Regions from separate parts of the Dromaius novaehollandiae genome. Here region 1 is linked to region 2. Evidence: chromatin contacts called from public Hi-C data. All regions are on one chromosome and are shown on one strand. The core of a region is the stretch at or near the end of the contact, and the rest is flanking DNA. Distances in the headings are between cores, read along the strand shown.

What was found. Hi-C and Micro-C count contacts between places; a contact is called where the count stands out from the background.
Region 1: a contact with region 2 is called in a Hi-C map of ovary, with 1.8 times the contacts expected there. The contact joins the enhancer-like site here to the promoter of LOC112986455 in region 2. A contact is called at or near these places in 2 of 4 Hi-C or Micro-C datasets (liver and ovary).

Annotation. Positions count from the first base shown.
Region 1 is chr9:6,012,565-6,015,734 of bDroNov1.hap1, reverse strand. LOC112986455 (multiple epidermal growth factor-like domains protein 6) reads right to left here. Exons shown (of 37, transcript XM_026105731.2): 16 at 2,161-2,295; 17 at 1,019-1,153; 18 at 262-387. Among named protein-coding and RNA genes, the nearest start is that of GOLIM4, 200 kb to the right of the region's middle. Within about 2 kb of position 1,649, at least 2 of the 2 cell types and tissues checked have open chromatin away from gene starts, as enhancers often do.
Region 2 is chr9:5,845,631-5,848,835 of bDroNov1.hap1, reverse strand. LOC112986455 (multiple epidermal growth factor-like domains protein 6) reads right to left here and starts at 1,370. Exons shown (of 37, transcript XM_026105731.2): 1 at 1,174-1,370. The coding sequence starts at 1,256.

The DNA.
Region 1 (3,170 bases), core at 400-2,899, 170 kb before region 2:
AATTTTTTTTCTGGTTCCACAGTTGCTGCCTTTGACTGTGCCCTTCAGCAGTTCCTGGGGCACTGCATGTATACCCCAAGGTCTGCTCTGGGACTCAGAGCTGCTGCAATGCCCGGATCTCAGGCCATCTTGCATAATCCCAGCCCAGCATGAAAATCACAATTATTAGCTGGAGCAGAGAGACAAGGCAGGATGCCTGGACCACACTCCCCCTTTACCAAAGCAAGCAGGCTCCCTACCCTAGCCAAACATCAAACACACCTTGGTCACATGTAGCGCCAGTTTTCCCAGCTGGGCAAATACACTGCCCGGTCTTTGAATCGCACGGTGCTCCTCCACAGCTGCAGCTCTGCCTGCAGTTCACACCAAACCTCCCAGGGTGACAAGCTGCTCAAAAGAAACCCAAAGACATGGTTAGTATAACAAAATGTTCTGAAGGTATTAGGAGGCACCAGCAACAGCAATTTGAAATTGAGCTGTGTCGGTACAAAGTGATCTACGTTAGCATCACTGGCTCAGTGACCTGTGGTCTGTAATTAACTGTGCAATACAGCGCTAGAAAATCTGTGCCTGAAGCTTGACAAAGAAATATGGCTACCTGGCCAAATAAATAGTACTGGTAACTTGCCTTAATCTTTTACCTCAATCTCTGAGGGGATGTAAAATCACACAGCAGTTTCCAGTCTCAGCAACAGACCATATTGCTGGTTAGTAAAATGGCCTCCCTTCAAGAGCTGCAAAGAACAGCAATGTGTCTCCTATCAAATCTAGTTGTCCTCTGTGTTTTCTCGATGAATTCAATAGCCCTATGCCTACATACACATTCTCCATCCTGTATCAGGGATGAGAGCTAGCACTGCCAAATATCACTTCAGCTTCAGCGGGGAACTGCCTATTTGCATCAACAGCAAACGTAGCCTCTCTCTTGTCTACAACTTCTGCATCTGAACATGAGTTTCTCTGCCAAGCTTTCCCATCCAGCGTGTACCTCCCTGGGAAATATGCATTGAGTACCTACGTAAAAGGCAGTTTTCTCCATGAAAACCGGGTGGGCATGGATGCTTGCAGACTCCCGTCTCATGATTGCACAAAACATCAGGAGGACAACTGCACTGCAGTTTGCAACCAGCTCCATAGAAGCCAGGCATGCACTCTGAAAAAACGCAATAAACACAAAACATATGCAAGGAGGAGGAGGAGGAGCTGAGAAAACCAAACAAGAGTCATAAAATAATTTGGCAGAAATTTAGAGAAAATCCGTTATAACGCGTATCTTAGAGGTGTTGATAACTTAGTTTAAATATTTATTAAACATGCGCACAGACATTTCAAAGAGGTTACTGCTCAGATATAACCCAGAAACAGGGCTGCATTATGTTTAATAATAAAGGTATTTTCAAGTACCGAGCAATTACAGAATATTTTCCTCCTCTTAACTGTTACACCTCTGCCGCCCTCTGTCTTTATGCAAAGTTCAGTGCTGGGAAAGGGACACTTTCCTCCAGAACTTAGCACAGTAGCAAGAATGCTAAAGGTATCCACCAAATCCCCCAGAACTAGTGCCATAAATCTGACATGTTACCGTGTGCCCGGAGAGTATGGAGAAGACTCTGCGGGGAGGATCCCTACTGCACTACTCCACTGCTGTCTACAGAGGGCTACTGAGACACACAAACATGAATGCAGAACACAATTCTCTTTGAACAACCCTCAAAAGCTACAGAGAATAGGTAAAATTCAAAGACCTGCAAATCTGAAAGAAAAGTCGCATTACTGAAATCATTTACAAATAATCTTGCTGTCATAAAATACAGTTTTGCCACTAATTTACTGTCTGTGTAAAAAAAGAAAAGAACAAAAGTGAAAACTCTCAGTATCTTCAGTTGTATAAGAATGTGGTTTCTCAAATTCTGCTGTCATTTGATCAGGCTAAAACTACTATATTCTCAAACCGTGTTCTTACTGATGTCCCTGTGATAACAGTGCTCTGTGATATCAGGCACTCAGAATTTGCTACACGAAAAACCACAGACAAAATAACTAGCAGAGCACATTAGTAGTAGCAGCAGCAGCACCACAAAGCACAGGGGAGGAAGACAGAAATAACAATACAGGACAAAGGAATAAACAGACAAAAGAGAATCTGGCTTTCTGTGATACCTTTCTGACACTTTTTGCCTTGATAACCAGGTTTGCAGGTGCAAGCACCGCTCCTTGCATTGCATTCCAGCGTGTTCGCCTTCACGCACTGACATTCCTCTGAACAGCCAGCTCCAAAGGCCCACCTGGGACAGGCTGCAGCCAGATTAAAAGGAATCATTAACTCTGTAATTATGCATGAGTTATTTAAAAGTGCACACTTCTGCAGAATGCAACTGCTGCAAAGCAAAAAAGTTCATTGTGCTCCTCAGCAAATACATCCACATTCATATGACAGTGCCTATTAACGTGTGGGTGTGTAAAATATAGTTTACATGACTCCTACATTAAGTAATTAATTTGATTTCAAGCAATCTGTGGTGAATGCAAGAACCAGATTTGTTTCAAAGCAAAGTTAGTTGAAGTTTCTGAATGAAAAATATTTGGGCTCACTCCAAGACAAAAGCTTTCATGAAAAAAACCACACAATTACTTTCTCAGTCTTGTATAAATTTTTCAAACAAAACCTGTAAGAGCAAAGAAATTTGACCATATATTTTGTAACATTTTTATGCTTTGTTTCTTTTTATTCCAATTTAACATTTTGTCATTACTCATGAGTGTATTAGCATTGCTGGTGTTTGTGAGCATTAGCATACAGAAATATTCCTACTTTGGGGCCAAAACTTAGATGTCTCAGTTAGGAAGTCAATGAAGAGGGAAAAACTTCTTTAGAGAGAAATTCAGAGAAAAAGCTTAACTTATGTGCTTATCACTTTTGATTTACCATAAAGGGCAGAGAAACTATCATGAATTAACTACAGAGTGACTACCAACATTAAAAACATTGGTAAATAGCACTAAGGCTTAGTCAGGCTTGTATGTGGCCTTCATCCTGCCCTGGCCAGCCTTGCTCCTCAGGTCCTGCTCCAGCCCTATCGAGAGCCACTGCCTAGCTCCCACCAGCCTTCAGTTGATGATTCATCCTCACCAATGACCCTAAAGTTAACCTGCCCACACATCCATCCCAA
Region 2 (3,205 bases), core at 121-2,620:
CCAAAAGTAAAGACCCCAAACAGTGTAAAACGAGTGTGGAAGAATACTCGTACTTGTCCTAACTTCGACAGGGCAGTGAGAGTTACAGTATTTTCAGGAATATGCCACTTGGGCAAAGCACCCAAGGCTTTGCCACAGGTATTTAATTTTCTCAGGCTGCTGCTAACAGTACCCTGCCACTCCCCACGGCTTGGGCAGACTGGCAATAGCCTCATTTAGTGTCATTTCCAAAAGGAAACGTTCTTTTGGTGCTATCAGCTTACGAGGGTAAAGGCAAACAAAAAATTGTTTTGAATTGAAGCAATTCGCACTTAAAGCCTCTTATCTTCAGCTTCCAAAGTGCACGATCACAGTTACTGCTTATGTCAGATGCAAACAGAAATGACTGCAGGTCAATGGTATTCCTCCTCATATTGGAGTAACGGCTTATAAAAGAGAGAAGCAAGCCTGAATGAAGCACCAAGTGCTTTTAAAGAAGAAAAATACTTTAATCAGAAAATGAACTTGATTCTCCTAAACACTACGATGGGTACTTACTGCTCTAGCAAAACGGAGTATTATAAACCACATCCAGTATTTCTAGTAAATGCATATTTACAGAATATTTCCTAGAAAACCAATGAGTGATAAACACTGAAATTTCAATTTTGGTGACAGAAGCAGTAACAAGGTGGGAAGCACATGTTACAGCAGTGAACTATGGAAGGGCAGGGTGAAGTTGAAGAATTAAGTCAAAAAAAAAAAAAAACCAGGAACAGCGAATTGGTTAGAAATCGAGGTACACACAGACACCTAAGAAGTCAGCAGACGGCCTGCAGGTTTGGGGGTGAGGGGAGGGGGCAGCAGGAATCGCTGCTGCTCCTTAAGAAACAGAGGTACCTTTTCTCTGCAAAGCTCCCCAGACAAAGCAGGGAAGAGCTTCCATAATTTTCGATTTCCAAGAGCAAAAACTTTGGACGTGAGATTTCTGCGCTCCAGAATTAGCTCCCACAAGTGGCACCCGGTGATAATTAGTCATAATTAGCAGTAATCCTACAGCTCGCCCAGGACAAGGGAGGTCTCACGGCGCGTGTCGCGCAGAGCACCGACAGACGCCTCCCCCCGCGCCCGCACCCGCGGAGCCCAGCGCCGGCCGCCGCCTCCCCCGCTCGGTGCCCCCGCCGCCGCACTCACATGCCCCGCTGCAGCGGCGGCTCCAGCGCCCAGCACAGGCACCACCACAGCGGCGCCAGCCCCAGCCCCGCTCCCGGCGCCATGCCCGGGCGCCCGCGGCTCCGCGCGGCAGCACCTCCAGCCGGGGCCGCCTGCCGCCCTCCGAAGCATTTAAAGCGGCGGCGCCGCTCGCCACTGGCCGCCCGCCGGCGGCCCTGCCCCCCGCCCCGCCCCGCCCCGCCCCGCCCCGCCCCGCCCCGCCGCCGCGGCCCCGCGTGCGCAGCGCTGCGCCTCGCCCTTCCCTCGCCTCCCCCCCGCCCCGCCGCCGTTACCGCCTCAGCTGCCGCCGCCCTCGCCTGCCCTCCCTCCAAGGGACTGTCCTCGCGCTCCCAGCCCCTGCGGGGTGCGACGCGGGGAGGCAGCAGCGAGGCGGGATCTGCGCGCTGAGTCACACATGAAGTGGGGCGCAACCCGGTTTTCGTGACAGCTGCTGGCTCTCGGGAGAGCAGGAAGGCTAACGGGCCCTTGCTCCCTTGGGCGTCAGGATGCCACTTCTCCCTTCCCGCAGGAGACCTACCTTGGCCTCTCTCGTTTTCCCTGGTCCTTCTCTGTTGCACGCAGCCACATCGGAGCACTCCACAGGGGGAACTGCGAATATAAACGCACATAACATCATGAGGGAGGGACGATACCGCTGTCGCTGAGAGTTAGTGGCAGCAAGGACACAGAGCAGGGAACTGAGGAGCGGTTTCTTAAATCCCAGGGTTGCGTGCTGTCCTCCGGACCATCCATCCTCTCGTTTTTATAACCTCCCCAGACCTTTACAGGTGCCAGAAAGGGAGCTCTTCTCCCTTCACCTGAGGGACGAGGGAGACTAGCTGACCTGCAAGGGGAACTGTGCACGTAGCAAAGGCCTTAAGCAATTTATGACCTAACGTTGGACTCGCAGCTCACGATTCTCATATCGCTTGGGACCTGCAACTAACCAGCCACGGGGCTGTGAACGAAGAGATGAGCCCTGAGCCACCCGATGCTGAAGGCAAGCGAGATGTCCCTTCGTTGCCCTGGAAGGGGGGTGGTCCCAGGTTGCTCCAGATTAGCTCCCGTGAAGGTCTGTGATGGAGGGAACTGCATGGGTCCTCGCAGGCAAACTGTGGACTAATTTCTCTTCCCTTCAGTCCCGTGACGGGCACACCAGTTTCGGCCTTATACACCTTCATAAGCACGGCTCCAGCAAGGTTACTTCCCAAGGCCTTTGCTAAAATAGGTAAACGTTCGCCAATCATAACGTGAAAACTGTTTTTATACTGTTGGTTGCTTTGAAGCTCGCAGTGACACGATCCCCTTGAGGTTGTATCACTGATTTCTCTTTTGTGATAAAGAAAACATATAGCACTTATCTGACCTTCGAGCAGATTAATTGTACCCTGAAATTTCCGCTGAATGGCTAAGCCTTTCTTCTATCTGGAGTAGTTTTAACTCTGCAGGACCTTGTGTTGAGCTAATCTCATTACCTCCTGCAGAGCACAGAGTTTTCTAATCATTTTATTTCTTAAATCCCAGGAAATTTTTCTTCATAAAATAATAGACCTTCTTTATGTCAAGGCTGAGGTTTAATAGACCTTCTTTATGTCAAGGCTGAGCTTTAATTATGTCCTGAGATGCCCTCCCAACCTGGAATTATTTTCTGGATCACATCATGGCAAAATAGCAAAGGATCTCGTTGCCTGCTTATTTTTCTAAGAGATGTAAATTAGTCTTTCAAAAATATTTCCTAATTCCATCTTAAGGAATTCAACAATAAACTGTTCAAATTTACTTAATATTTCAAATCTGTATGAAATCATTAGAAATTACACACAAATGATTATTATATCCAGTTATTAAGACTAATGGACCAGCAACGTGCAAATTCGGAGGTACTAAAGTGGAGGGTTCTCAGCATCTTATTTGGTGAAGGCCACTTAATGGATGAGACCTTTGCCTGGGGGCAACATAGCGAAATACCATTGCAGTTGAATTCTGAGATGGAGCAATTTAAAAGTTTCCCTGT